Linked DNA regions of Mus musculus: region 2 is linked to region 1. The links are chromatin contacts, called in public HiChIP or PLAC-seq maps. All regions are on one chromosome and are shown on one strand. Each heading gives the region's core, a stretch centred on a gene start, on an enhancer-like site or on the middle of the called end of the contact. The rest is flanking DNA. Distances are from core to core; before and after follow the strand shown.

Region 1 (4,257 bases), core at 441-2,940:
TTGTTTGTTTGTTTAAAATTTTAAATTTAGAGACCAGAACACACTCTACTTGTTGAGGACCAACAGAATTAATTTGGCCAGTGCAAAGTTTAGGTCAGAGTGCGACCCTCCCTGCCATTCATTCCTGGTCAGATTATCCCCTACTCTGGACTTCTACCTACTTTTAGAGAATGCAAATATCTCAGTAGTACCTTGGAATACTCTGAAAAACATCTTCTCTCAGACAAAAGGCTATTGACGGCAGGTTCCTGGAGGCAAACTTCTGGGGCTCTGTGTCTTTGGGAACCCCAAGCTTATCATGTTCACTAGCAACAGGAGGGCCTTATACTCCTAAGGTAATTAGCTCAGGTCTTTCAACACAGCTGTGGGGAGGACTCCTACTCAGCATGAATGGCTTTTGTCTTACTATCATATCCCAACATCTTGAGGATGATCTATGTTCTTTGTTACAAACTGGGCTCAAACTTGTATGCAAGACATCCAAACAGAATAATAGACGCAAGGCATGTTTCTCTTTTCCATGGTCAAATAGAGAAATGGGCTCTATCAATCCATATATTTGTCTTGTTAGGTTGAATCAAACTCCTCCAAACCTCCTGATAAGCGAGAACTACAGCTTTGTGCCACCATTTCTAGTCAGTTATGCTTTTCTTTCTTCCAGGACTTTGTACGTGCCAGGCTACTCTACCACTGAGCTACATTCTCAGCCTTTTTATAAGGGAAATCGTCTATACAAACACACCGAACAGGGAAATTATAATATGACACAATTACCATTCAACAGAAGAATTAAATACATGAAGAATCAAAACCCTCTGCATACCCCCTCCCACTTTTGTTATTGAGACAGGATCTCACTATGTAGCCCTGGCTGGCCTAGAACTCTCTACACAGACCAGGCTGACCTCAAACTCTCAGAGATCCTCCCCCCACCCCAACCCCCAGGGCTGGGATTTAACAAATGCACTACCACAACCAGCTGTGTACCTGGACTGTATGCCCCAGTTACGGCACACATACAGCCTGGCAACCACACAATTTGTTAGCGGTCATTCCCATGAACATATATATATATGTATTGGTTTTGCATACACATGCAAATAAAACTTAACACAAACAGTATCGCAGCAAATAATCTTTCAGTTTGCTTCTTGGACCTACATCATGTTTTACAAAGCAGACTTAGAATAAATAAATGGGACGTAGACCCTCCTGACAATTGAATGGATCTGTCCCGGAAGGATGACGTGGGTGGTGTAAGAATCTATACTCAGAATAGGGTATAATTTTGTTTGTTGTTTGTTTTGGTTTTTGTTTGCTTGTTTTTTGAGACAGGGTTTCTCTGTGTAGCCCTGGCTGTCCTGAAACTCTCTCTATAGACCAGGCTGGCCTCGACCTCAGCAATTCACCTACCTCTGCCTTCCAAGTGTTGGGATTAAAGGGGTGAGACACCACCTCCAGCTCGGGGTACAACTTAAAACTTACTCATTGTTTATCTCCATGGTCTCCAACCACAGATAAAGGGGGAAACCACTGTAAATTACTAATGTAATCAGAGCTGCGTGGCTACCAGTCATGATGCATCAGAGATGTGGTTCTCCCCGCAGGTCCAGTCCTCCATCAGGTCTGAGCAGGCCAGGAGAAGGGCTTAGCATTAGTGCGCTCATGGTTACTTTCCACAAGCTCAGCTGCTCATTTCCCCCTTTTACTACAAGCAGAGAGGCCTCCTGCTGAGCAGAGGCAAGCTGGCTGCTACTTTATAACACTGTTTTGGGTTTATTTATGGTTACCTTCCATTTACTCAGTGATGTTGCTTTTCCATTATGATAGTGACACAAAGTCTCCTTTTCAATTACATCTGTTGTAAAAGTGAGTCAACTGCAGGCGGAAATAAAATTAAGTGAGGATGAAATGGACACCGCCATAGAATGTAAAAGTAGGAGAGGGGAGGTGGCTCCTTTACTGTCCAGAGTGAGTCCAGGAGAGGCTGGCCTCATTCCGTTCTTGTTTTTTTACAGACACAAAAGTAAGGTCAGAGAAGGGGGTCCTAATGAATTTAGCGATAGACCTGGGAATAGGAATAGCTAGCATGGAGCCAGGCAGTGGTGGCCCACGTCTTTAATCCCAGCACTTGGAAGGCAGAGGCAGGCGGACTTCTGAGTTCGAGGCCAGCCTGGTCTACAAAGTGAGTTCCAGGACAGCCAGGGCTACACAGAGAAACCTGTCTCGGAAAACAAAACAAAACAAAACAAAACAAAACAAAACAAAACAACCAAACCCACCCCACCCCTGCCAAAAACAAACAAACAAACAAAAACAACAACAACAACAACAAAACCAAAGAAAAGAAAGAATAGCTAGCCTGAGCCTTGGCTAAACAGCTGCTGATGCTATTGATACATTGACCTGCCCGAGCTGGAGAAACAAAAGCCATTGTGCCCCGTTGACTGACTCATTCCTTCCTGTGCTTAAACAGATCTGCCTTCCTCACTCAAGAACCTTTACCAACTCTACCTTTGGGAAAAGGGCTGGATGTTCCCTGGGCACAGAAAAGAAAATGATGATTATTATGTTGTCCTATCAGTCAGGAGTCTAACCTACCCATGGAATCAGCAGGCAAATGGAGGAAGCAAGACGCAAACACATCCCTTCAGCCTGGTAGCGGGGAGAACTGAGGACACTGCAGTCACTTCCCAGATCCACTCCTACATTAGAATCCACAGAATTCACTATGGCAGCCTCCTACGCCCATCCCGATCCAGCAACCTTCAGGGATCTTCAGGGTAGTTCCCGAGCATTACTGTTAAAGTACTACCATAAGCTTCATAGCACAAGGTTGGACTGTGCTAGGGTTAAGGGCATACCTAGGACAGTGAAAGTGCTGGTGCCAGGTGGCACAGGCTGCCCTACAATGTCCCAGACATAAGAGCCTGGATTAAAGTGAGAGAAATTGATACCCAGGGCCAAGTCCTGGACTGCTAGTCTTCTATCCGGGTGCTGGGTGGAAACAGATGGCTCACTTTGCTACTTTGATCCACATGAAAGCATGCAAGGCAGTCAGCATGGCCTTGTGGTTGCAGAGATTGATACTGGAAAGACCTTCTTGTCTTTCTAGCTCCCTACTGCTCCTAATTTCCACTAAATCCTGACAAGACAGCAGGAGCTGCACCCAGGACATTAGCAGAATGCACTTGTTTTTGCAAGATAAAGTGGAACCAGTGCTATGGACAGAATCAGCTATCATTTCCTGGGTGCTTGCTAGGAGCTAGACACACCAGAGTGTCTTTTTCTACCCCACAACTACATGAGGGAGAATGTTGTGGGGGGAGGGTTGTCCCTCACTTCCTTTGGAGCCCAGACTGGCTTTGAATTCACCTGCCTCAGACTCTCAAATGTTACCTCCCTCCCCTCCCCCTTCTGGTAGAGTCTATGTTGCCCAGGCTGGTTTCAAACACTCATGCTCAAATGAGCCTCTAAACCTGAGAAGCACCTGGGATTACAGATCACCTTGCCTGTCTGGAGAGCAGGAGAGAAACATCTTCCTGTGGCCAGTCAGAGCCAACAAAAAGGTGATCAGCATATTACAATTCTTTCAAAGGCCATCTCTTATACAGACAAGGCAAAAGCAAACATGCAAGAAAAGAGAGGGGGAAATGGCCCAGTCAAGAAAAGTGCTTGCCTCTAAAATATGGAGGTCAGAGTTCAATCCCCAGCACTCATATAAAAAGCCGTCCTACCTGCCCCCCCCCACATAAGCACATACACACAGCATCAAAAGAAATAAATAAAACCTTTAAAAGAAGGTTGTGAGATAGCTTAGCAGACAAAGGTGTTTGCCCTGCAAACCTGGCAACCCAAATTCAATCTCTAAGACCAAACTGTAGGAGAGAACCAATTCCCACAAGTTGTCCTCCAGCATCTCCTGAAGTGATGTGATGTGACAATGCATGCCTGCCCTGGCCAATCAAGTACTCACTCGCACATGCAATAACAACAAATACATCCTTTAAAAAACAAAACAACAAACAAACAAACAAAAAACAAAGAAGGTTGGCAAGATGCCCGAGCAAGTAAAGATGCCCACTGCCAAGCCTGAAGATGACTCAGATTCCATCTCTACAACATACACGGTGGAAAAAAACAGAACTACCCCCCCAGAACTATCCTCTGACCTTTACACATGGGGTGTGACTCACATACACATATACACATGTGCACAGGTACACACTCTCACACACGTACACACACACATGCTTT
Region 2 (4,257 bases), core at 660-3,159, 91 kb before region 1:
AGTTTTGTTGGCTACTCCATACACAAGGCCTGGACCATAAGCAGACACACTCCCACTGTTGGGGTAGTTCACGTAGAACTGCAGGGGGCTCTCTGCATTTTCCAAGGACAAAAACAAAACTGAGACTCATTACATGGTAAATAGATACCTCAGATAATCGGCAGTACATTAAAGTCCTCCCAGCAGGAGAGTCCGCCACCCTCTGAAGCAGCTCAAGGGAACTGGTGTAGGAGATTTCATCTCAGCTTAACAAATGAGAAGGACACATGCGTATCAGGGAGGTAGATGCTGCTTTCTAGAAAGAAGGCTGTTTGTTAGTGCCATTCAAAACCTAAGGCCTGACCTAAGAAGCTCATCTTGAGGAAAGAAGCCCACAGTGATCCACGGCTACTCTCATCCCTATTAAAGCTCTTTAGTCTCCAGGATCCACCTGCAAACCAGGAAATCATCCGGGAGTCGACCTACATATGGAACATTAAAGATCCACGAGTACGACCTTGAGAGGTTAACCGCAGTATGTCACATCAGAGAAAAGCAAACTGTCTTTATATGTAAAACTGATATTTCATAGCGGCTGGTATGATGGCTCAGTGTGGGTAAAGAAACTTGTGCAAGCCTACTGACATGAATGTGATCCTTACAGCCCATGTAAAGGTATAAAGAGAGAACTAACTCTACAAACCTTTCCTCTGACCTCCACATGCATAGCTTGGCATGTGTGACCATACATATACACATTATACATACACAGTAACAGAAAAGAACCACTATGCTGTTCCTTTAACAGGATAAATCTAAGTGCGCTAAGATGTATCTTAAGTACATAGCAGGCATCTGAGACGGTAGACACATGGCAATGGAGGAGAAGGGCGAGAGCCAACAGAGGACTGTTGCTGTTTTCAGTAGTCTCATTGTATAGCCCAGGCTGACCTCAGCCTCCTGAATATAGACATCTAGTGCCTGCCTGAAGCTTGAGTCACGACTGTTAAGTTCTGCACCTATTATCATTAGAATCCTTAAACAGAAAAAAAAATGCTTTAACCAAGTATTGTGTATACATGTGAACATCTGTTAAAGCAAGTGACAAACCAAGAAGGATTTTAAACTCCCACTTCCCACCTTAAAAGATAATTTTTTCCAAAAGGAAAACAGACGAAGAATATGAAGATACAGCTCACAGAGAAAGAATTGGAAAGATACAATATATGGAAAATTGTCTCTTCTCATTTGCAGGAACAAATACCTCGGTACCATGCATTTTCAATCACCAGACTGACAAACAATTGCAAAGTAGACTCTACAGGGCAAGCCTGTGGCAAGGCAGGTGCGTTCCTTCACTGCTTGGCTCCACATGTAACAGCCCCAGGAAGAGCACTATGCTACAGTGTATCCAAGTCTCAAAGGCTTTGGTCTGCACCCCCCCCCCCCCCAGCACTTTTGCCCAAGGGGCCAAATCGCACTGCTACACCAAGAGTGCCAACAAAAGAGGCAACAGCAATGGCAGGAAGAGAAGAAATACTCCCCAGTATTACACTGGGACATCTGCAGTGTCTTCCAGATGAGGGAGAGACATGTGTAGACATGCACAGCTTTCCTGCTCGTGTTATTCAGAGGGAAAAGGCAAGGACAGCTGATGTAAGTAAAATTTCAGTAAAAGGGGGTTGGATTTTAAAATCTGTATTTTTACTTGCATGTAGTCTTAAAATTTTTCTAAAATTGAACATAAAATTTACCAACAATCAATCTCCAGGAGAGGGCAGAGGGAGGTTATAGGTATGTATGATCACATTATCTAATTATAAAATCAGAAGATATTGAAATGATTACAAAGAGTAACAACCAATGCTGAACCTGTCCATGGGTAGGAAACGAAAACTAGTTCCCTGTGTGGGCGCCATCTGTCTGCTAAGCCCTGTGTCTGAGGAGGCTAGCATCCATACCCCACAGGGTCTTGCAGGCCAGGCCAGAAAGCCTCACTTCCTGTGCCTGCGTTGTAGTTGGCCATATTTGACAGTTATGAAGACACACAACCATAGCGACATGGCCCTATACCCTGGCCCAGGAGGCTGTTTTTGAATGGAAGCCAACATCACACTCCTGAATCTGCCCTGGCTGTGTCTCCCAGATGCCTGAGGCTAGCGAGCCGCTGTACCCCACTTACCCGGGATGTGGCTGCCCCTGTACTTGATGTGCATCTCGTGGAGGCCGACTTCAGTGGGCGCGTATCTCACAGTGACCGTGCCGTCCTTGTTGTCCACAATCTCAGGTGTAGCCTTCTTCCCAGAAGGCATATGCACCGTGCCTGGAGAGCATAGTGACACATGGCAGTGAGGTCACTGGTGACCTTTCCCCAAGCAGCAGATGTCTTCACCAGAGGTCCTCAGATCCCAGAACACTCATGCTGCCTGAAGTGTCCAAGTGCCCCCCCCTCCCCCCAGGAAAACTGAGACTGCCTGGCTTTCTATGGCTTCCACCTGGTTTCCACAAAATGCAGCAAGCAATTAGCTCATAAATAAATACATGGTATCTCTAACAGGCCAATTACAAGTGCAAAGAGGGTCTGAGAAGACCACAAAGCAGTAAGAGAAGCAGGAGAAGGGAGGCTGGGCTCCCAGAAGGGAACTGATACCACAGATCTGAGTGACAGACAGGTTGGAAAGTGAGTGGTTAGAGAAAGCATGGAAAAAGAAACAGAAACCTGGCAGCAAGAGGTATCTAAACAAAGAAGTTCCTAGCCTGAGGAGAAACACAAGCTTCCTCAGCAATGTAATGCAAGCTATAAACAACCACCTCTTCAGAGAAACACTTTCTGGTGTCTGGCTGGGGAAATAAGGGACAGTAGTCACCGCCCAAGCACTGCTCTGGGCCTCAGATGCAACAACAAATAAAGAGTAAGGTGAGCCCCACAAGGGTTTACCTGTAATTTCTCCTTTCCTGACGGCAAATGGAATCACCAAGTCAAAGGGCTTGAAGCCTAGCCCGTTCATGTCACTCACAGGGACATAGGCCTCTTCTGTAACCTAAAAACACGAGAGCGTTCACTTGGTAACCGGACAGCAGTGTGGGCTGGGGGAGCTATGGGGGGGCGGAACCACTGGGAACTCTACAAGGCAATGAGGCCTAAATTTGGGGGTGTGGCCACGAGTATTTATGGGGCTTTGTGTGACTGGGCCTGGAGAGAGTTGGACGGCCCTGAGAAGTTCCACTGATCATTTGCTAGAAAACACTTGGTCAACAGGGTGCTTGTAGAATTCCCAATGTCGCCCACAGGAAAATGGAGGCGGCAGAGAGCAATGACTGAGTCCCAAGAGGCTCCACACCTGGAGAGGTTTAGTTGCTTGTGGCCTAGAAAAGAAGGTGTGTTTTAAGTGGCACAGAGTGGTAGCGGGTGGCTTTGCCCTAGACAGAAACCAGATGCACAAGTGGTGGCTTGGAGTCAGGAGGAGGCCTGCCAATAGCCGTCCATCTTGCTCTTTGAACGTGGGGGAAAACCGCACCGCGCGTGATCACAGACATGATGGCTGGCGATTCGTGGGGAGCAGGTGGTGACATGAAGGTGGATCTTACAGAGAAAGTGGGGTTGTGATGAGGTGATCAGTGGGGGGGGGGGGGACACACCAACGGCCAGGACACCAAGGACTTAAGCGATTCCCACAAGCAGGCAGCAGCTTTTCTAAAATGAAGGCTGAATAAACCCAGAAATGCAAAAGGGAAAAACCAAAGTGTACCCAGGGCCTGAATCCAGGGGGACATGCATTTACCGGTGCCTCCTCCATGGCTGTGACTTCCCCATCGGTGGCCTAGTTGATGGCAAATGGAAGTTAATCGGGAACCACACCAGAGGGATTATTACCCAAGATCCTACAGCTTGAGCTCTCCCCTCCCCCAATTTCCAGCAGGTACTGGCTAGTCTCTCTCTCTCTCTCTCTCTCTCTCTCTCTCTCTGTCTCTCTCTCTGTGTGTGTGTGTGTGTGTGTGTGTGTGTTCCTGGATACAGAGCCTCTCATGTAAACCAGGCTGGCCTCAAACTCTCCACAAAACTCCAAAGACTCTCCAAGGATTGCCTTGAACTGCTAACTCTCCTGTCTCCATCTCCCAAGTGCTGGGATAATAGGCACGTGTTATAATATCCTGTAAGAGCGATATGTTCTTACTACACTTTTTAGAGGGGAAGCTGGACTCTCTGCAAATGTCACAGGCACTTGTCCTTTGGATCCACAATTCACAAGTAAGGGATGTGTACAGGAGTTTGACCGG

The links. HiChIP or PLAC-seq counts read pairs in DNA pulled down with a chosen protein or histone mark.
Region 2: an H3K27ac HiChIP or PLAC-seq map of trophoblast stem cells shows a contact between it and region 1, with 16 read pairs. The contact joins two enhancer-like sites. A contact is called at or near these places in 30 of 484 Hi-C or Micro-C datasets (B cells, the C10 cell line, CD8 T cells and 18 more) and 14 of 115 datasets of contacts at active chromatin or transcription factors (the HPC-7 cell line, the NIH/3T3 cell line, a colorectal cancer cell line and 10 more).

Annotation. Positions count from the first base shown.
Region 1 is chr14:7,831,059-7,835,315 of GRCm38.p6, reverse strand. The region is part of intron 1 of Flnb (filamin, beta); the gene reads right to left. Among named protein-coding and RNA genes, the nearest start is that of Flnb, 15 kb to the right of the region's middle. Within about 2 kb of position 1,690, at least 72 of the 459 cell types and tissues checked have an H3K27ac peak or open chromatin away from gene starts, as enhancers often do. A contact at or near this core is called in trophoblast stem cells, where this site is marked.
Region 2 is chr14:7,922,218-7,926,474 of GRCm38.p6, reverse strand. It overlaps Flnb (filamin, beta), which reads right to left. Exons shown (of 46, transcript NM_134080.1): 30 at 3,762-3,800; 31 at 2,918-3,020; 32 at 2,162-2,302; 33 at 1-92. Among named protein-coding and RNA genes, the nearest start is that of Gm45521, 33 kb to the left of the region's middle. Within about 2 kb of position 1,909, at least 21 of the 459 cell types and tissues checked have an H3K27ac peak or open chromatin away from gene starts, as enhancers often do. A contact at or near this core is called in trophoblast stem cells, where this site is marked.